Regions from separate parts of the Macaca mulatta genome. Here region 1 is linked to region 2. The links are chromatin contacts, called in public Hi-C maps. All regions are on one chromosome and are shown on one strand. The core of a region is the stretch at or near the end of the contact, and the rest is flanking DNA. Distances in the headings are between cores, read along the strand shown.

Evidence for each region. Hi-C and Micro-C count contacts between places; a contact is called where the count stands out from the background.
Region 1: a contact with region 2 is called in a Hi-C map of fetal cortex germinal zone, with 2.2 times the contacts expected there. The contact joins the promoter of DESI2 here to the promoter of EFCAB2 in region 2. A contact is called at or near these places in 3 of 14 Hi-C or Micro-C datasets (blood, cortical neurons and fetal cortex germinal zone).

What each region holds. Positions count from the first base shown.
Region 1 is chr1:4,472,742-4,478,940 of T2T-MMU8v2.0, reverse strand. DESI2 (desumoylating isopeptidase 2) reads left to right here and starts at 2,031. Exons shown (of 5, transcript NM_001257794.1): 1 at 2,031-2,183. The coding sequence starts at 2,142.
Region 2 is chr1:4,135,829-4,142,633 of T2T-MMU8v2.0, reverse strand. It overlaps EFCAB2 (EF-hand calcium binding domain 2), which reads left to right and starts at 2,306. Exons shown (of 6, transcript XM_077998155.1): 1 at 2,306-2,430.

The DNA.
Region 1 (6,199 bases), core at 782-3,281, 340 kb before region 2:
CTTATAAATGCCAGAACTATCCACTCAATTGACCAAGTCAAAAATCTAGAAGTTTTCTTGAATCCTCTCTCCCTAACCAACTCAACATCTAACTCATTAGCAAGTTCCACAGACTTTACTCCAAAATATTTAAACTCTAATTATTTCGGTCTCCACCACTATCAGCAACAACGAAGCCATTTCTGGCATGCACTTCTGGAATAGCATCCAATTGGTTGACTCAATTAACTTTCGCCACATAACTACCCCCAAAACTTTGTGGCTAAAAACATTATTTCTCACATCAATGTGGTTGTGGCCAGGGAAGGATAGCCCAGGAGAGCTTCACATGTTCGCAGTTGGTTGGATGTCAGCTGGATGTGGGCCATGACTTGACCATGTGTCCCTCATCATCCATCAGGCTAGCCTACACTCATTCCTAAGATGGTGGCCACAGGACTCCCAAGTTCAGCAAGAGGGCAAGTCCCAACTCACAAGTGTTTTTTAAGCCTCTGCTAGCATGCTGTTAATGTCCCATGTCCAAAGCAAGTCACAGTCCAGTGCAGTCAGTGGGGGGAGACACCACCAAAGAGTACAATTTGGGAGACTGGAAATAATTTGTGGCTATTTTGATAATCTGCCACACTCATCTTCCTGTTTCCACCTCCTTTGCCTCTCTGAAATCCATTTTCCACACAGCAACCCAAGTAATCATTTTTAAACACACGCACAATCATTTCACTCCCTGGTCCAAACTTATGGCTTCATTCAAAATACAACCCCTGTTATGAATTTTAAAATCCTTCCGAGCTCTGGCTTCTGCCTACCTGCCCAGCTCATCTAACACCATCGTGTCCTTGCCTATTGTGTCCCAGCAACAGTGATCTTTTGTTTCCTTGAATACAGACAACTCCTTCATGCCTCAGATCTTTGCATTTGTTCCCTTTGACTGAAATACTCCTCCCCCTCATATTTGCGGGGCTGGCTTTGTCATTCATAGTTCAGCTTAAAACTCATCTCATTACAGCGATCTTCCCCGTGCAGCCAATTTAAGATTACTCTCAATGACTTCACCTTATTTAAATTTTCTGCAAAGCACATACCAGTGATAATTTGTTTGTCCCTGTTCCTGTTTATCACAATATTCCCGAGGGCCTACAACACTGCCTGGCACATAGGAAGCACACAACAAATATTTGTTAAATTAATGCAGAGCTGCATACTACGTCCCAGGATTGTGCTAAGCTATGGTTACTGGACCCTTCTCATATCAGCAGGATAGTTTCACAAAACGTAAATTCCACACTGAGGATTAACTGGATGCACGTTACACCTCATCCCACACCAGTAACTCGTCTTCCTGTTTCCCCACCCCTCCCTTTGCCAAAGAAAAAGTGAGGAGGGATTTGGAAAACTTAGGGTCATCACTCTGGTCTTTTGCCACATTTCGTTGGCTTCATCGAGCTCAACGCGACATGAACTACTAACAGCAGCAGCACCGGCGATGAGAGGGTGAATGAAAGTAGAAGACTTCACCGCCCGCGGACCGCAAGGTATCGGCCGCAGCTCCAAAGCACTGCATGCTGGGAGCAGTAGTCTCCCAGGGAGGCCTGGTCTGGTAGGACCGGGGCCCCCGCGGCATGCAGGGAGTTGTAGTCGAAGGACTGTTGAGACTCCGCCTCTGCGCTTATAGTAGCGAGGGGGAATCCTCACTGCATGCTGGGAACTGTAGTGTTCCTGTGGCCCCGTGCCTCCAGAACGCGGAGGCGCCGAAGCTGCCGCCATTTTAGGTCCCGAGGTGCGGCGGCCGGGAGCCAGAGCGCAGGCGGGCTCAGTCCCGGCGCCGGGCCGGCCCCGCCCCCGGGGCGCCTGGCGCCCGCCCCTTGCTCAAGCCCCGCCTTTCCCCACGTGTCTGCCGCCTAGGGGAGGTGCCTCATCCGGAGCGGGCCGCCAACGGTCCGGCCCCGTCCGCACAGAGGCTCCTGTCGGCGGCGCCCGGGAGCGGCTCGGCTGCCCGATGCTTCCGCCCCGGCTGCCGCGGGCCGGGCTGTGCGCTTAGTGCCCGGCTCGGGCCCCCTGAAGCGCCCGCGGGGGTGAGAGCGGCCTCCGGCCCCGCGGAGACGGAGCGGCTTGAGGACGAGGCGGCGGCCGCGGGGAGGAGGATGGGGGCTAACCAGTTAGTGGTGCTCAACGTGTACGACATGGTGAGTGCGGCCCCTGGCGGCCCCGAGCCCTGGCCCAGGCCGGCTTCCTCTCGCCGGTCGGGCTCGGACCCCGGCCCCAGGCGCTTCCTGCCTCGCGTCTCCGCCTCCAGCCTAGTTCTCGGGGGAAGCCGGGGGTAAAGGAGGGAGTGTGGTTCATTTTTAATCCTCGCACTCGTCGACGCTCCGGTGAACCCAGTCAGCCCGAGGCTTTGGCCGGTGCTCAGGTGGGCTGGAACCTCTCCCAGCCGCTCCGGTTGGCCGCGACCCTGGCTCTGGGCCCGACCCCTTGGCCCACGAGCAGTGTCCTTTCGGCAAAGCTTCCGTTGCGTGTCCAACCCCACTTGCCGGCCCCCGGGGCTGCCCCGGGACCCCCGTCCCGACCGCCTGCGCTCCCAGCTCCTCTGCTTCTGCCGAGCTGTGCATCTCTCTCCGTGGCTTAGTCTTGAAAAACTCCCAAGCCCCTCCAAGTCCAGAAAGTCACAGCTTTCGGGTGCCTGTGCTAGAATCTCTTCAAAGGTGAACAGGAGCCAACACACCCTTGCCTTGTGTGTTCAAGGCAACCGCGTTAAAATATGAATGAGGCTAACATTTCTCAAGAAAATAGCCCAGCTGAATGATTCAGAGATCCTGGTGGTGCTCCTTTCCCACACCCTGAAGACCACTTTCCCGGTGATGCAACAGGTGACGTGACCACAGGAGAGGGAAGGGAAGAAGTTGTTTGTTGTGTCATGTAACTTTGGAGTCTGGCAGGCACGCAGAATCGAGCCCAAGAACTGGTTTGCCTGATTTTTGCAGTTGAAATTACCCCAGAAAAAGCACCCGGTGGAGAGTTGTCGTTGCAGTTAGATGTATGCCTGGGTGCGTTTGCTTGCTTTGGGTTGATGGGTTTTTGTTCTGTCGAATGGATTACCTCTGACTGCAATGCTTAAAATTCCTTGTAAGTTGACTGACAAATGAAAAATTGCCCATCGTGGTTTTTGTTGGCTTAAAGATGCGGGAGAGCAGAAGGACTACAGGCCAGGAGTCTTACACAGTTCTAAACTTTGTATTCCCTTGTATTATTTATAAGTTTCTACATTTACAGTGTTATATCTTGGGTAGAAAGGGATTCCTCAGGCCATATCTGGGAATTGTGTCAGAAGGGTGTAGGAACTGCCTGCCACTTGAGATGAGTCCTCTGTTGAATTCTGATGTGAGCTTGGAGATGAGATGAGTTCACATGCTGAGAAAAGTGGAACAGCACAGAAAAAGTTGAAGAGAATAAGCCAAACAAAAGATCCTAGAAAAGCATGGCACTTTGTAAATTCTTTGGCCTGTGTCACTGTTGAGAAATAATTCTCTAGACTTAAACTTTTTGTGTTCAGCTGAACGCCTTTATTTTTCAAGGTTCTTACTGCCCTTGTACTTTTTCTGTGCACCACTCCCCCCCCATCTGAGTGTGGTTTGTTTTTTATTCATGAAGGCTATTGCTGTCTTTCAGAATATATTCTGCTCTTGAGAGCACAGTGTGCCTTTTCTCCTAGATTGTTAAACAAACCCGTTTATAAATTAGGATACAATGGCCAGAAGCCGTGGTTTCAGAGCCTAGAAGAATTTGTGAGAATAGAGGAAGAGAGTTTTACCTTTTATATGAAAATGAAAATGCATTTTTTGGCATATAGTGGGCTTTACACTTTAGGCATTCTGTGATACAGGAAAATCTTTGCTAATTGTGGTCGATTGGGAAAAGCTAGAGATGGTATTCAGTATTTTCAAAGGGAGGACTGTTCTGGACGATGTTAAAATATTGACTAATTAACAAGATCTTATTCTTCACATCAAGTTTGTAAAATAGGTAGTTACAGAATGAAGCAGACGGGGAAGAGAGTAAGTGATCTGCCCAAACAACTAAAAATATAATCTAGAATTTGTCAACCAAAATCTTATTCACTATCTTCTCTTCTAATTCCTGCATTTATGTCTTTATATTGCTTATGAACAGGAGATGAAGCATATGAATGTTTATCGGAATGATAAATAGTTGAATTATTAGACTTTTAATAAACTTGATCTTGCATGTTTTTTTGAGGGCTTTGAGTGTTTTACGTCACTAATTCAGCAACCTACCGTTACTTACTATTTTTGACGTGGTAGAAGCCACAAGGATGAGTTAACTGTCCTTTCTTCTTTAAGGAATTTAGAGTATTGTAGAGGAGATACACAACAGTGGTAACAATTCAAGACAGAATAGCACGGTTTTGATAAGAGCAGACAAGGATGTAAAGGAGGAGACTATATGTGGTTGCAGCATCAGGGAATGCTGAAAAATCAAAGGTATGAAACTTGAAGAATGGGTAGCATCCACAAGGGCAGAGAACAGTTGGCATGAACCAAATGGCAGGACTAGGGAAAGCACAGGTGGGATTTGGGAAGTAGCAGCTGGTCCAGTATAGCTAGAGTAAAGCGTAAATGAAAGGAGACAAAACAAAGTGTGATTAGAACTTCATTAGTCCGATGAGTTGTGGGCTTGGGTTGATGAGTTGAAGGGCTGAGGGGCTCCTTGAGCCAGCAGAGTCATTTATGGTTTTCACGGAGGGGAACAGTGTGATCAGTTGTTTTAGAATGAAGACTAACGGATTGAGATACGAATTTTGGTCTATTATACTAATTTTTCTCAAGTCAGTTTTGGTTTTTGAAACATTTTTGCTTGTTACCAAGCGTAAATTCCTTTTATCCTTGGTAATTCTTCCTATTCATCAGAGATGCCTTGGATGAGGATAGCTGTTACCTGTTTAGGCCTAGTACATCAGCTGTCTGGTTCAAACTCTGTAAATATGAAAATCAACCTTTGGGATGCCCTTATAATCACGGTTATAGGGACCTCTTGCCATGTGTCCTTGTGTGTCTTTGTTAGGTCGCCCGTTCCAGCTCTGATTGTGTTTGTCCTGTTCTCTAGACTAGGCTGCTGCGGATCATTTCTTCTGTAACTCTGCCGTGTGCACGAAAATAATTCTATTGGGGTCACCAGTATTAACTTCCTTCTCGTGGAAGAATACCGTGATCCTCAGAAGTTTACATAATCATGCACAGTGTTCCTAAATTATTGCTTGCTGCCTTCTCGGTGATTATGTTCCCCTGTGTACTTTAGAGTAATCTACCACCAATAAAAACGTGCTGGAGCTACTTTCCGAGTCGTGGGAATGAGCTTGTTCACATATTCCTAATTGACTGGCACACATAGCAAAGCAGGTGACTCAGATTAGTTTCAAATACTGAGACGAATCTCTGGTGTAGTCATTTTAGCAGTCTTTATTTTTCATAGATCCAGATTTTGTGCTTTTCAGGTTATCTTGACTACTAATGAATTTTTATAAAATAAAAATCTGCAGGTATTTGATAATGTTTGCAAATTCATTGTGTTAACAAGTTTCTACCAATTTATTATTTATTTTATTTATTTGTTTTCTCACTCTGTCACCCGGGCTGGAGTGCAGTGGTGTGATCTCAGCTCACTGCAACCCCTGCCTCCCGGGTTCAAGTGATTCTCCCGCCTCAGCCGGCCAAGTAGCTGGGATTACAGGCACCTGCCCTCATGCCCGGCTAATTTTTGTATTTTTGTAGAGATGGGTTTCACCATGTTGGCCAGGCTTTTCTCAAATTCCTGTCCTCAAGTGATCCGTCCGCCTCAGCCTCCCAAAGTTCTGGGATTATAGGCATGAGCCACTGTGCCCTGCCTGTACCAGTTTTATTATAAAGTAGTACCTATACATCTTCAAAGTCTTTAAAGAATAGAAAAGAACCACTTTGTAGGACTCTTCAAATAAGGACATTTTTGTCTGGACTCCGTTCTTTTGGTGCCTGTCTCCATTAGACTCCTCCAACAGAGTGTAAGGTCAGGCTGGTGTGATAGATCCGACTTCTCATACATCTGCAGATCTAATTCAGACTTTCTGAACAAGTTCCAGAATCACACATCCCACCTAAATGATTCCTTCATATCTCAAATCAACATGTCCAGGAACAAACTTCTTCGAACC
Region 2 (6,805 bases), core at 1,057-3,556:
TCAACTCAAAATAATTTTTAATTTATATATGTTTATATAAGAATTCTATTTTATTGACATGAAATACTGGTACTTTTTTTTTTGAGATGGAGTCTTGCTCTGTCATGTGGGCTGGAGTGCAGCGGTGAATCTCGGCTCACTGCAACCTCTGCCTCCCGGGTTCAAGCGATTCTTCTGCCTCAGCCTCCCCAGTAGCTGGGATTACAGGTGTGAGCCACCACACCTGGCTAATTTTTCTATTTTTAATAGAGGTGGGGTCTTACCATGTGGGCCAGGCTGGTCTTGAACTCATGACCTGAAGTGATCCACCCGCTTGGGCCTCCCCAAGTGCTGAGATTATGCCTGAGCCACCACACCTGGCCCAGTACTTTTACTGATGAGAAAACGTAATGTAAAAGGAAGGTCTGTCTTACACACAGTACGTGCTGAATCTGGGTCTTTTTTGAAAAAAAGTCATTGAGAAGACTTATTCCTATCTTAATTTTTAAGACATATATTACCAAACAGAAAAACTGTACTAGATACTGGGGATATATGAATGAATAATGCTGTTTCTGTCTTCAAGACCTTACTGTTTGGCAGGTGGAAACAAGTGAACGAACGAAAGCATTGCAAATCAGGCTGGGCGCGGTGGCTCAAGCCTGTAATCCCAGCACTTTGGGAGGCCGAGACGGGCGGATCACGAGGTCAGGAGATCGAGACCATCCTGGCTAACATGGTGAAACCCCGTCTCTACTAAAAAATACAAAAAGCTAGCCGGGCGAGGTGGCGGGCGCCTGTAGTCCCAGCTACTCGGGAGGCTGAGGCAGGAGAATGGCGGGAACCCGGGAGGCGGAGCTTGCAGTGAGCTGAGATCCGGCCACTGAACTCCAGCCTGGGTGACAGAGCGAGACTCCGTCTCAAAAAAAAAAAAAAAAAAAAAAAAAAGAAAGCATTGCAAATCAATGTGGGAGGCTCTATGAGTATGGGGCCATAGAGGAAAAGGCTGAGAGGGAGAGCTTCAATTAGTAGGTGACTTCGAGAAGGTCATCCTGGCCAGGCACGGTGGCTCACACCTGCAATCCCAGAACTTTGGGAGGCCGAGGCAGGCGGCAGATCGCTTGAGCTCAGGAGTTTGAGAGCAGCCTGGGCAACAGGGGGAAACACTGTCTCTACAAAAAATACAAAAACTAGCAGACATGGTGGCGCAAGCCTCTCCTCCCAGCTACTTGGGAGGTTGAGGTGGGAGGGTCACTTGAGACCGGGAGGCGGAAGCTGCTGTGAGCAGAGATCGCACCACTGCACTCCATCCCGGAGGACAGAGCGAGACCCTGTCTCGAAAAACAAAAGACAAAAACAAAAACAAAGACAGTCATCCTGCATGACAACCAGGAGGGGACAAATGTGTGTTTGTGGGAAGCTGAAATGATGGCGGGGGAGAGAGCAGAGAAAGACGCTCCAGAAAAAGGAAACTGTAAACAGCAGACGAAAAAGCATAGTGAATGAATAGCAAGCCTGAGACCAAACTTAGGGTTTCCTACACTTATTTCAAAGCCCTTCATTATCTATATGGAGAGGGGGAGGCTTTAAACACAAATATTTAGATCATATTGACTGAGATGTAGATATAAATGAATGCTAATAATTACTTTTCGTTATTTTGGGGTGTTAAAAATTTACTGTACAAGATTGTATTCGTTTTAAGTATCTTCTAACATGAGCCATTTTGTAATGATTCAGTTGTTTATATTCAATTTCAGGCAGAATGCTGATCACAGCACCAAATGGGTATCTTCTACAGAAAAAGTTATTTTAATAAAAATATAGTCAGGATTTCCTGAGAGATTATAGAAACAGAATAAAAGCATTAAAACTGTTAAGTCATTAAATACGAGTACTTTGTATTTTGAAGGCTCTTAAAATTTAATTTAGTTTATAAATTGCTTTTACATAACATATGCACTGAAATACCATTTAAAATTAGTTTTGAAAATGTGTTCGTTTGAACCACATCGTTAGGTATTTTATTCAAAGCTCTTTATAAAAAGAGCTTTACTATATTCCAGTATAAGTAAACTTGTCCTGAAAATAAGAAAAATTTAACCTCATGCTATGGCTGCAAAGTTTCCGGAAAGCAGGATTTAAAACTTCCATTGTAACTTTAACCAGCGGTCATGTCAAATTTCACAACTAAGAACATTTTAACGCATGTTAACACTGAGCACAACATGGGCACGTTTTTGTTGCTATGAGAACCTTCTATTTTGTATGAGACATTGCAGCCTTGACGACGCAATGTTTGTGCCTATTTTGCGCATGTTTTTCTACAGCTATTCCTCTCCTCTAGTAATAATAGTCGAATGGCTCTGGTTTCCTCTTGCGCCCGGCCCAGTTTTTCCGTTTCAGCTTAGTTGTCATAGGCTGTGCTGCCGCTTTCTCTGGGAAAGGACGGTGAGGACTGGACGGGAGAAACCGGGAGGGCAGGCGCGGCCGTTCTGCAGCAGCCGGGCCGATGGGAAGCGGGAGGAGGAGGTCGGGCCGCGGGCTGGTTCTGTCACCCCCTCGGGAGCCCAGCTCTTCACCTAGCTCTCCGGCGCTTTTCAAAATCTGCAGTTCACAACAAAAATCGAGCAACGCCACGTCGCACAAACAGGACAGGAGGGGCGAGGGTGTGTGCGCGCGCGTGCTGTCCCCAAATGGATGAGAAATAAGGGAAGGGGGGCTGGGGAGCGTGTGATGAAGTAACACTGCTAGGCCCGCGACTAGTCGGGCCCCGGCCTCGGGTCTGCAGGGACAAGGTTGGGGGCCGGGTGGCAGACGCGGCTTCTGGTCTTCCCCCAGCGCGAGGGTCGTGGCGGGAAGCGGGGACGCGGCGCGCGCTCGGAGCCTTCTCCCCGCCCCGCCCCGCCCAAGGGTCTTCCTCCCCCAGAATTCGGAGCGGCCCCTCCTCCAAGCCAGGCTCGCCGCGGGGCGCTGAGCAGGCCGGGACACCGCGGCCGAGGTTATCGTTAGGCATCTCCCAGGCGACCGGCTCCGCAGCAAGATGGCGGACGAGAAAGACAGGGAAGGTAAGGTAGGGGCGACGGGGAGCCGCTGGCCTCGCCGCCCGCCGCGACACCGGGTCGCACGGGGAAGCGCCGGGTGGGGTGGGCCCTCGTCCATCTGGAGTCCCCAGCCGCAGGGAGAGGGTGGCCCGAGGAGGGGGCCATCCCGCAGCAGCAGCAGCCGCCGCCGCCCTGCCCCCGTCCCCGCAGCCAGCCCGGCCTGCCGCTCCGCCCCGCCCCGCCTGTCTCCCCTCCTCCCGCCTTCTTCTCCCTCCTCCCGCCTTCTTCTCCCTCCTCCCGCCGTCTCCTCCCTCCTCCCGCCCTGTTCTCTCTCCCCTCCTCTCGCCCTCCTCCCCCTCTTCCTCTCCTCCCGCCGCGTCCTCCTTCCCCCTCCCTCGGAGGCCGGGCCTCGGCTCCTGCGCGGGCTGCGCCGGAGGCGCCGGCAGGGGGTGCTGATAATGGCGTCGTTGTTCACTGTCGCGGGGAAGTCGTCGCCGCCTCCACACCCTCGCCGGGGGTCTCGGTGCCGCAGGTGCCACGCCCGTAGCGGTCCAGGCTGTGGGCCCCGGGGGGTGGCCTGGGTGAGGAGGAGTTCTGGCCGCCAGAATCTGGCGGGATCCTCTGTGTTGGCGCCGAAACCCCGCCCTGGCGCAGCCTGATGGCGTTCGCGGCCACCATTTTGCCTCCTTAATGAGGACGCAGGAGGACGGTCTGGAGGTCACCGCCGCTGCCTCCGAGCTTCCCGGTGCTCCGAAATGCCTGCCCCGCGGCCGGCTTGCGTCGCGCAACTGGCCTGTTGTCTTGTCTTAAAAAAAAAAAAAAGAAAAAAAAGACACACACCTAAACAGCAGTTTTAATAAAGATGAAAACCAAAATCTGGCGGAGACCTTGGAACCGCTCGCGGTCCCCGGGGGACCACCCAGCCCCGCGCGGTGGCCGCCTGCAGAGGCGGGACTGCGCTTCGAGGCTTAAGGTCGCCAGATCAGAGGCATCGGTGTGTTGCCTGTGCGGAGACGCCAAAAAGTGATTACGTTTATTTGCAAGACCTTTCATGTTGTTTTCAATTCATGGTGTGATTAATGGTAGGATTAAAACCCGATCCTTGGTTACCATGCCCTTAGGTACTCAAAAATAATTGTGTTACCCAAAAATATCCAAAAAGCCATAAAACAGTAAAGGTAAACAAGTAGGAAGTGAAAATATTCCTCCTTTGTTTTCTTTCTGGAGTGCTCAAAACACCCCCTCAAACCATTTTTCTCTGCACAGAACCAAGTGTGGTCAGGTTAACAGCTAATATTTACAAGGGAAGAAACGAATCCTGAGATATTTAGTCACTTGTTCCGGTGATCACAGAAAATCGGCGAAGACACACATGAAACTGTGCCAACGGTCTACCTATTGATAACAAGGATACTGTGATTTTTATATAATATTAATCCGAGAAGCCAGGATTATTTTATAGGTATTACTTTACAAAGGTGCCCTTGCATACAAAGAAAAGGGTGGTTTTAAAACTTTCCCTGAAAAATTGATGGCTTATTTTTATTTACCAAAAAAAAAAAAGAAAAAAAAAAAAAGGAAAACCATTAGGAGATAAACTAGCAGGTAATTATGGATATTTATTTTCTTAAAAAAGGTTAGGTCAGCATGAGAAAAAACGCACTGGAGTATGGTACAAATACAGTATTTATCGGTTTTTAAAATTGAGAGTTTTCCTGATTTTTCAGCTTTTGAACTATTTTTCTATTTAAAATAAATTCAGAGAAACAATTCTCATAGAAGAAATAATCACTGTTAAAAGGTGGATGCCATTCATTCAGAATACATATATCTAATGCCATTATGTAGATAAGGCATTCATTCTACTTAGAACTTTGAAAGATACAAAGATGAAAAAGTCATTGTCTTTGCTTCCAAGAAAGGTGAGATCAGTAAGGGAGATGAGATATATACAAATGGGAGGGAATAGTTAACTGGGCTGAGTAGTCTCGGTGCCAACCACTGTGCTAGGTGTGTATCCTTGTAGTCCGTGGACAGCAGCCTGGACATCACTGGCTGTCCCCGACCTAGTGAATCAGTCTTCATTTTAACATGTCTGTGGGTGATTTGTATGTACATTAAAGTTTGAGAAGGCCGGGCGTGGTGGCACGCCCTGTAGTCCCAGCTACTCGGGAGGCTGAGACAGGAGAATCGCTTGAACTGAGGAGGCGGAGGCTGCAGTGAGCCAAGATCGCGCCACTGCACTCCAGCCTGGCGACAGAGTAAAACTCCGTCTCAAAAAAAAAAAAAAAAAAAAACAAAGTTCCAGAAGCACTCATATGCTATATCTCATTTATTGTTAACAGTTTTATGGATTAACTAGTTGCAGTTTGAAGGGTATTATGAAATAAAGGCATTTTTTCAGGGGATAAACTAAGTAGAGACTCACTTTGGTGATCTTTTAATGGAAATAGTCCATTACTATTTTGATTGCCAGCTACTGTATTTTGAATTTTCAGAAATTACATCTAACCAATTAGAATTGATTAAGTTTTGAGGATTCACTCAACTAAACTCATAAAAGACTGATGTGCAAGCCTGAATGATTTATTAATTTAAATAGGGGTATATACATTGACCCGCAGGCTGATTTTGGTAATGTAATATACTGTTTTATGGGTACTAAGCTTTGGGTAGTGTGAATTTGTATATGATGACCATGGAATCACACAAAAGAAAGGATAATTTTGAAGGATGTGTTCATTACCCTGTAAGTTCCAAAAGGTCTGGGACCATTTCTGATCTGTTAATACTGAGTGTTGTGCAGAGTGCTTGGAACATGGTAGGTAATCAATAAATATTTGTTGAATTCAGAACATTTGAATTAATCGAAGACAGCTTATGTTTTAACCAAAGCATTCCTAGCTATTTCCCCCAAACTTATTCTATACCTGAAAGTACACAAAACTCGTTTTAGGTCTTTTTCCCTCTGCTTTAGCAGTAAGGTACATTCTTCTATTCCATCTGGCTCAACAAAACGTTTTGTTTCACAACGTCATGGTATTCACTAGCATGTCTTTAAGAAACAACTACAAAAAACCTCATTGTAGAAATACACGTATGTTTTAAATAGTTCATCTTTAATATTGAGATTTTTAAAAGTTCTAAAAGGGGAATAAGTTTCAGGGTACTTATCCTATCCACTCTTCTTCAACATTTAGAAATTAACTTTGATAGAAGTATTGAGAATATTGATAAGAAAAATTACCTAAATTAGAAGGGGCTATTGTGTTCATAAAACTTTTCTCTAAGATTATGTACGTTGAAGTTGTTATAGTTATTTGTAGCATTTTTTGCTTTCATACAGTATAATTTATTTTTTCATAGATTAAAAATTATACAGAATTATATTTGCTAAAAGTTTAAATGTTAGAACCAAATTATTTTTAAAACCACTTTTTTAACTGAAAGAATAATGTTTGAAATGGGATAAAAAAATATTTTTGAAGTTTTATTATTTTTCCAAAGTTTCCTCAGCCAGAATATTTTTTGTTTTGTTCTTTCTTTTCCTTCTGTTTTGTTTTGTCTGTTTAAATGGAGAGTCAATGCAATTGTTGATTCTTTGGCTCCTTAAATCTTATTGTTTCTGTCTCTCAGAGAATTTTATATAGGACTGGAAGGATCTTCTGTTTGTAATTAGATTCCTGTCTAGGAAACAAACTGCTTAGGTATAAAATTCTAACTTTTGGCAGCCAGTGAGCTTTGGAAAGTATGTGAACTTTTTAGTAAGCTGCAGATATTAA